Linked DNA regions of Ovis aries: region 1 is linked to region 2. Evidence: chromatin contacts called from public Hi-C data. All regions are on one chromosome and are shown on one strand. Each heading gives the region's core, a stretch centred on a gene start, on an enhancer-like site or on the middle of the called end of the contact. The rest is flanking DNA. Distances are from core to core; before and after follow the strand shown. Region 1 overlaps SUFU (SUFU negative regulator of hedgehog signaling). Region 2 overlaps MFSD13A (major facilitator superfamily domain containing 13A).

Region 1 (3,937 bases), core at 180-2,679, 96 kb after region 2:
TTCTCAGGCAGAAGCCTACTCATTCACAGATGATGCTACTGTTTACCTAGTGCCTTGAACACTGAAGCTTTCCGATCACTTCCAGGATCCTCTGTTATCTCTCCTTTAACTTGGTTTCCTAGTAGCTTCTGCTTATGCAAGAACCAGAACCACATGGCTGTGTTTCCCTAAGCCCTTGTTTGGCAGCCACACTGGGATCCAGCACAGGGCACCGTGGGCTGTTGCTTTGGCCCCTGTCCTAAGTGCCAAGTGCTAAGAAAGCACCTGATCGTTAAGCTACTAGGGTAAGCAGCCTGTCCTTGCTCTACATGCTGAGAACAGCTCTCCTCTCTAGTCTTCAGGTGTCTGTCCCTAAGGCCAGCCAGCAGGACCCAGAGCACTAGTGTTCTTTAAAAGCAACAAAGCACCTCGGTGTGCACCCAGTGGGAGCTGCTCTGTGCTCACTTGTGTCTCTGGGGTCTACTTGCAGCTGGTTTGTTTTAGAGCTGCTCCTGGCCCTTTGCTCCACACTCTACCACTAGCCAGCTGTGTGCGGGAACAAGTCCCCAGACTCCTCAGCGTCTTCACCCTTTCTTGTTTACTCATAAAGTAAGTGGGCTGAGCTCATTGAGCCAAGAGATGTCTTCAGCTTCTTGCTTAGGTGAGGGGCCCCAAGGTGGCCAGTGGAGAAGGGAGAACATAGACTCTATCCTGAGCAAACCAGCACCCACACACCCCTGCCTAGGGCACAGAGAGCCACTCCCTGTTGTCAGCTCAGAATCTCCAGCTTTGCCTGGGCTGATGGGAGCCCTGGAGATGGGGGGGGGGGGGGCTGATGGGAAGGAGGCATCAGGCCAGGGCCACCTGCTAATGGTGTCCAGAAATAAGGACCCTCTCTGTAGGCTTACCTTGTGCTTTCTGAACAGGCTTCCCGGCCAAGCAGCCGGCCAGTATGGGCCTGTGAAGCCATGGGGAGAAGGTCCCCAGACAGGGAGGAGCAGATTCTAATTGAGGTCCTGACTCAGGAGCTTTATTTGGCCCACATGACTGTTTATGAACAAGGTTGTGGGAGCCTCATCCAAAGGCTTTTGACCTTTCATCCAAAGCCCAACAGCACAACTGTATTTTATCGGAAATCCCAGGATGTTTGTGTTCACCTCTTCCTTGAGACCATTTGGAGAGTGTTTGGTCTCCACAATGTCGAGGCCTGTGTGAAGGCAGGACCTCTGGTGGGGCTTGCAGATGCTCACCGCCCTCCTGGCCGCCAGTTCAGTCTAAGAAATGGAAAAGAATTTCCATCCAGAATCCTTGGCCAAACAAGTCAGCAATGCTGCAGGGAAAGTCCTGCCCTTCTGCTCTCTGGGGGCTCGTCACCATGTGACCACACCCTCTGCTGTTGGAAGAAGAGACTGCAGGTGTGAGGCTGGAGAGGTGGGGCTGAGTCCCAGTCTCTCCCGCCTATGGCTGGCTTCCACACTGGCCTCTGGAGCAGGGCCGGGTGATCAGTCAGCAGAGGAAGAACTGTGCCTTTCCTCCGGGAGGTAGTTCCTGGCCCTGCTACGTCAGCTCCACAGGCCAGCACAGGGTGGGCAGAGTCAGGGCTCTGAAACAGGTATGAAGGTCACTATACTGGAAGTCTAATGAGTGAGAAGAAGCTTCCCTTGGGATTTCCATTCTCCCCAGCTCCCCTAACTGCTGGTTCTCCTGGAGGAGCCCAGTGGCTGGCAGAGACTGTCATTCGTTAGTAACCAGCGCAGAATAGTCAGGAATCCTGTTCTTCTGACACCTGTCCCACGCTTAGCTCTTACTCATGCTCGGGCTTGGTCATGTCCAGCTCTTTGTGACCCCATGGACGGCAGCCCACCAGGCTCTTCTGTCCGTGGGATTCTCCAGGCAAGAATACTGGAGTGGGTTGCCATTTCCTTCTCCAAGGTATCTTCCCTACCAAGGGGTCGAGCCCTCCTCTCCCACATTGGCAGGTAGATTCTTACCGCTGAGCCACCAAGGAAGCCCTTAGCTCTTATTGAGGCCGAGTAAATATGGGCAAGCAAATATGGGTGGTGACCTTGGGCCACTGGTTGGCTGAAGGAACTCTGGCTCTTTGGTTCTTTCCAAGCAGGAGCGAGTTGACAAAGGCATCGAGACAGACGGCTCCAACCTGAGTGGTGTCAGTGCCAAGTGTGCCTGGGATGACCTGAGCCGGCCCCCCGAGGATGACGAGGACAGCCGGAGCATCTGTGTGGGCGCTCAGCCCCGGCGGCTCTCAGGCAAAGGTGGGGGCCTTGCCTTGCCCTTGCCCAGGCTGGGTTTTAGCATTTCTTGGCAGGATTTAAGCCGCCAGTGAGATCTCCAGCAAGGTGGAATGGAGGGAGCTTTACTGGCCCATTTCTCCTGGGGTGTGTGTGTGTGTGTGTGCATTTCACATTGCACCTCCAGCAGGGACCATTATGTTTTAGATTTGCCCCTTGCAATCTGAGGTCAGGGAGGTGAGTAGAAGCCCTAGAACAGTTACAGGAAACGGCCATAGTCCACCCAAGTGCAGGAGAACAAGCCCTGGCCACCCACAGAATTGACACAGGGCCCAGCTCTAGCCTGAAAGACATGCCAGACCCGAGGATCACACTGGCCTCAGGCCTGCCCAGGCCTCTTATGGGAAAGGCCTGAGTATGAGACCAGTTTATAGACTTTACCCAACCCCTCCACACACACTGTCTTGCAGATACAAAGTAAGGGGCAGGGGCAAGCACCCTTACCTCTGAACCTAGGGAGTGCGCCTTGGAGGAGGGTATGACTCTCCTGTTGGAAGCTCACCATGCTAGTCTTGGCTAGAGAAATAGTCATGGTTTTAAAGAAACGGGATCTCTAACTATCTTCAAAAGAAAAGCAGCCGTATATAAAGATGTGCTTATAGCTGCTCTCTCTACTTCCTTTCTCTATTCTTCCCCCTTTCTTTATCTTTTGAAGAGTAAGATACTTGGTCCTGCATAAAATACAAACACTTGTGATAGCACTTATAAAAGGTTTTCTTTCCATAAAGAACAACTTAAACCCCTCATGCAAGTATCTGACCCTTTTCTTTCCTTCCTGCTTGTTCTAATGATGTGCCAAGTTCCAGGGAGGCTCTAAGAGACTGTACAGTTATTAGACTCATCCAGTTGCTTTTGTGAAAAAGAGCTAATTTAAGGAAGGATTCACAGCTTTGTCCAAAATTTCAACCATTATTGGCTATTTTTAAAAAATTCTTTTAAGTAAGATCCATGACGCTGTAACAAACAGCTAGAAAAGTCACTAATCATGTTCAGCATCTACCCTAAGCCCACTCTTTGATCAACCAACATTAATTTGCTTTTTAGTGTGTGTTTGCAGAAATAAGTCTTAGACCAAAATCTCAATATAGGGGACCAGAGTAGTAAGCTTTACCCCGAAGACCAGCAAAGCATCTTGCAAAGAAATAATTCCACCAAGAGACTCCTTTCTTACCTCCTGGTCCTTGGCAGATCTGTGGAGAGGCAGGGTTCCCTGGGATGGGACCAAGGTGGGAAGATGACTCAGCATCCCACTGACCTGGCCCCAGGGGAAAGGGTGACAAGACCAGACACCAGCTGACCACACCGAACCCAGAAACTTGTGTCAGGTTCGCCTGCCCGTTCGCGGCAGAGCACTTGCAGCCGTTACTTACATCCAGTAAGCAGGCGGAATTCCTGGGTGGTCTTGGGCAGTGGCTGTCTTGTGAGTCACTGTCTGGACCCATGTTAGGGGTAAGCCTAAGGCCTGTGACACAGGAAAGGAAGGACAGTGGAGGAGAGAGCCCTGCCTTGGAAGGTGCCCTTCTGGGGTCCAGGGCCTTGTCTTCTACAAGCGTGGTGCTCTTCAGACCAGAAGTTTCGGGGGTACATGATGCCTCGTCTGCCCCGTGTCCTCACGCTGCACTCAGATCTCACAGCTGATAGCTGGAGTG
Region 2 (4,024 bases), core at 1,097-3,596:
CGAGAAGGGTGGGGCCCGCCCTGTGGTCATATGGGGTTGCTATGGGTATGGAGGCCATTACTCCTACCTGGCTGGGGCTGGCGCCCTGTGTGGGCTCCAAAACCACTTTTGCCTGGTCAGGACTGGGAGTCCTACCTGCCCCTTCCAGTGATTTCTCTCAGAATTCTCTGCTTCAGCCGCACCTGGAGTAGCATGCCCCAGCTGCTGCAGGGCGCCCCTGAACCCCAAATGACCTCTCAGTGAGGTTCATCTCATCACAAACTGATTAAAGCCAGTCATTTCTATTTCCATTCCTGGAGTCTTTGCTGTGTATGGGAGCAGTGGGCTGGAGAACAGGATTCCTTAATAAGAGCAGCCTGAGAACGTTTTCAAAGATGAGTAGGGTAGGGCGGAGGGGGACGCTGCATCAGGTTCACTGAGGTAGTGGGGAGAGCCTGCAGACCGGTAGCCTCATGGGCCCCTGGGAGCCAAACAGCTTTCAGGCCTGTGGTCATAGCCCCAGTGTGTTTCCCATGTACCACTGCTGGAGGTGGGCAGGGAGTGGCCATGGCTAGGCTAGAGATCCTTAACCTTGGAGTTGCAGGATCTTCCAAAGATGACTTTTAAAAAATTGTTTCTTTACTGTGTGACTTGGACTAGAAACCTCGGCTTTAGGCCGGCGTTTCTTAGTCTGGGCTCTACAGACATTTGGGGCTGGGGAGTTCTTTATTGTGGATGGCCTCTGCCTGCTAGATGTCAGTAGCATCTCTCCCCAGTCATGATGACCAAACACCTCCTGCTGCTGCTGCTGCTAAGTTGCTTCAGTCGTGTGCTACCCGATAGACGGCAGCCCACCAGGCTCCGCTGTCCCTGGGATTCTCCAGGCAAGAACACTGGAGTGGGTTGCCATTTCCTTCTCCAATGCATGAAAGTGAAAAGTGAAAGTGAAGTCACTCAGTTGTGTCCAACTCTGTGCAACCCCATGGACTGCAGCCTACCAGGCTCCTCCATCCATGGGATTTTCCAGGCAAGAGTACTGGAGTGGGTTGCCATTGCCTTCTCCATCAAACACCTTCAGACATTGCCAAATGTGTCCTGAGAGGCAAACTGACCTTAATTGGGAACCACTGTCCTAGACCAATGGTTATTTGAAGGTCTGCATCACAGTTAAGAATGTAGTCTAGTGCTATATTGCCTGGGTTCAAATTCTAGCTAACAAAGGGCAGACTTGGGAGAAACTACATAATCTCTCTGTGGCTCTATTTTGTCATCTGTAAAGTGAGTAACAAATATACTTCCATTTTAGTTGTTGCGAGAATCAAATGGTTAACACTTGTAAAGTGCTAGCAATTCCCATCCCTAACGTGAAGAGGAACTAAAAAGCCTCTTGATGAAAGTGAAAGAGGAGTGAAAAAGTTGGCTTAAAGCTCAACATTCAGAAAACGAAGATCATGGCATCCAGTCCCATCACTTCATGGGAAATAGATGGGGAAACAGTGGAAACAGTGTCAGACTTTATTTTGGGGGGCTCCAAAATCACTGCAGATGGTGATTGCAGCCATGAAATTAAAAGATGCTTACTCCTTGGAAGAAAAGTTATGACCAACCTGGATAGCATATTCCAAAGCAGAGACATTACTTTGCTGACTAAGGTCCGTCTAGTCAAGGCTATGGTTTTTCCAGTGGTCATTTATGGATGTGAGAGTTGGACTGTGAAGGCTGAGCGCTGAAGAATTGATGCTTTTGAACTGCGGTGTTGGAGAAGACTCTTGAGTCTCTTGGACTGCAAGGAGATCCAACCAGTCCATTCTGAAGGAGATCAGCCCTGGGATTTCTTTGGAAGGAATGATGCTAAAGCTGAAACTCCAGTACTTTGGCCACCTCATGAGAAGAGTTGACTCATTGGAAAAGACTGATGCTGGGAGGGATTGGGGTCAGGAGGAGAAGAGGACGACAGAGGATGAGATGGCTGGATGGCATCACTGACTTGATGGATGTGAGTCTAAGTGTACTCCGGGAGTTGATGATGGACAGGGAGGCCTGGTGTGATGCGATTCATGGGGTTGCAAAGAGTCGGACACGACTGAGTAACTGAAATGAACTGAACTGCTCTGCTCAAGTATACAGGTTTAAAATGGAGAAGTGATTAATCAGAATATCTGAGCATAGACCCTGGGAACTGCATTTTAATAAGCTCCTGACTTCAGAGATGTGAAGAGCTGGCGTCATTGTGGGTGGAGTCTCATCCATGGGCTTGGGCATGTGTACAGGGCATGGACTCTCAGTTCCTGGCCTGGTCTCTGGGCTTGTCAACAGCATCTTTGCATGCACCCGACAGGCTGGGACTTGGCTGAAGGTCTGGCCAAGTCTGGCGGGCGCAACATGCCCTCTAGAGGACAGACTAGGCCCAGTCTCAGGGCCCAGAGCTCCTCCCTCCTCCCACCCTGCACTGACTACAGACAGAGGCCCAGCTGATGTGTCTATTAGAACGAGTTTATTTAAGTACACTGGGCCCCACCAGGCAACATGGTTTGTGCGAGGCTGTGCAGGGGACAGGCTTGGGCTAAGAGGAGGGAGGTGAGCTGGTTAAGCACACTGCAGTCCGCGGGTCGCCACATCGCTTTCACACACACCTGCTGCTGCGGCCCACACCTGGCAGGGCCTTTGGTCATTGGACGGCATGGGGTCGAGAATACTGCCTGGAATCTGGGGTCGGGCAAGTGTTGGTGTCATGGGTGAGGGTGCCAGTGAATATCTGCTAGCCCCAGCTTTGCACCTTCTGGGCTGAAGAGCCTTTGGACCCCTGCCAGGCCAGCCCAGTCCAGGGTAGGCGCCTGGCCCCACTGGACGAGAGGAAGTGAGCCTGAGCCCATCAGTTCCTGGCAGCCTGGTCTGGCCCCTCCTTCCGTGACCAAACAAGTCCAAATACAAGAATGGCACAAGTCAGCCAGCAGGGGCTGCCTGGCCTCTACAAGCTAGTCCCCTGGGGTCAGCTAGCACGGGAAAAGGCAGCTTGGTTAACTGTGGCTCTTTCTCCAGTCCTAAGGAGGCGGCATCCCCAACACCCCTCCTTTGCCAGGAGCCTCTGCCAAATGGTGATTCTGCCTCCTATTTCAGAAAAATCCAACCAGCAACCAGCCTGTTGATTCCAGGGCAGTGAGCAAGTAGAAGAGGGAGAAAGAGAGAGGCTGGAGTGACTTTGAATGTAGCCTCTGATCCCATATGGTCCTGAGGCCTGTGGATACTGTCAGTTCATGTTGGCAGGGAGTGGCAGGGAGTGGCAGGGCCCTGAACGCTATGCTAAGCTTAGGCGCTGTAAACATTAGTGTGAACAGGGTGACTGGTGGGCGGGGCAGTGAGCTCCCTCTCTCCAGTCCCCTAACTGAACAAATACTTCAATAAATAAAACTGAAAATGGCACTGCCCATGGATGGATGGAAAGCAAGTTAACAGGACCTGAGGCCAACAGGCTCCTGAAACTCTCCCGAGATCCCCAGATGGGGTTGGGGGTTGGAGCAGTAAGCCTGCCACTGATCAGATGTAGCACTCCATGCCCTCCTCAAATGCCCAGTGTGGTCCTGGTCCCCAGGTGAAGTTGAGGGCATCCTGCCCGCTCCTGACAGGGAAGTCTCAAAAACAGCTCCTGGAGTGCTTCTCCAGCTTTCTAAACCTGAACTGCAACAAGACCAGACAAGAACTCAACCCTGGACTCAGGCCTCAGTCCACGATCAAGAGGCATTGAGAGCAGAATGATGAACAAGGGGAGGCTGCAGGGCACCCTGGGTAGAGGGGGTGGGGCTGGCCCAGCCTAGGATGGGCAGCAGCAAGTGTCCCCGGGGTTGGTTTACCTCCCTCTCTGTCTCCCTGTGGTAGTAAACATAGTCCCACACAGCCAGACAAAGGCCCGGCTGACAGAACAGGGCCCTCTGCCAGCACTCTTCCCTGTCAGGGGCCAGTTAGTGGTCAACCCCAGGTCTCAGGCCATCGCCATTATGGGTAGTTCATCGTCCTTTCCAGGCCCTGAAATCCTGGGATCCCTGGGCCA

What was found. A called contact is a pair of places that touch in the nucleus more often than the background predicts.
Region 1: a contact with region 2 is called in a Hi-C map of liver, with 2.6 times the contacts expected there. The contact joins two enhancer-like sites. A contact is called at or near these places in 3 of 16 Hi-C or Micro-C datasets (liver, mixed tissues and tail adipose tissue).

The regions. Positions count from the first base shown.
Region 1 is chr22:22,955,717-22,959,653 of ARS-UI_Ramb_v3.0, forward strand. SUFU (SUFU negative regulator of hedgehog signaling) reads left to right here. Exons shown (of 12, transcript XM_015103389.3): 7 at 2,096-2,252. Among named protein-coding and RNA genes, the nearest start is that of TRIM8, 42 kb to the right of the region's middle. Within about 2 kb of position 1,430, at least 11 of the 54 cell types and tissues checked have an H3K27ac peak or open chromatin away from gene starts, as enhancers often do. A contact at or near this core is called in liver, where this site is marked.
Region 2 is chr22:22,858,420-22,862,443 of ARS-UI_Ramb_v3.0, forward strand. All of the region lies in intron 8 of MFSD13A (major facilitator superfamily domain containing 13A), which reads left to right. It overlaps ACTR1A (actin related protein 1A), which reads right to left. Exons shown (of 11, transcript XM_004020147.5): 11 at 2,452-4,024. Among named protein-coding and RNA genes, the nearest start is that of MFSD13A, 17 kb to the left of the region's middle. Within about 2 kb of position 2,347, at least 23 of the 54 cell types and tissues checked have an H3K27ac peak or open chromatin away from gene starts, as enhancers often do. A contact at or near this core is called in liver, where this site is marked.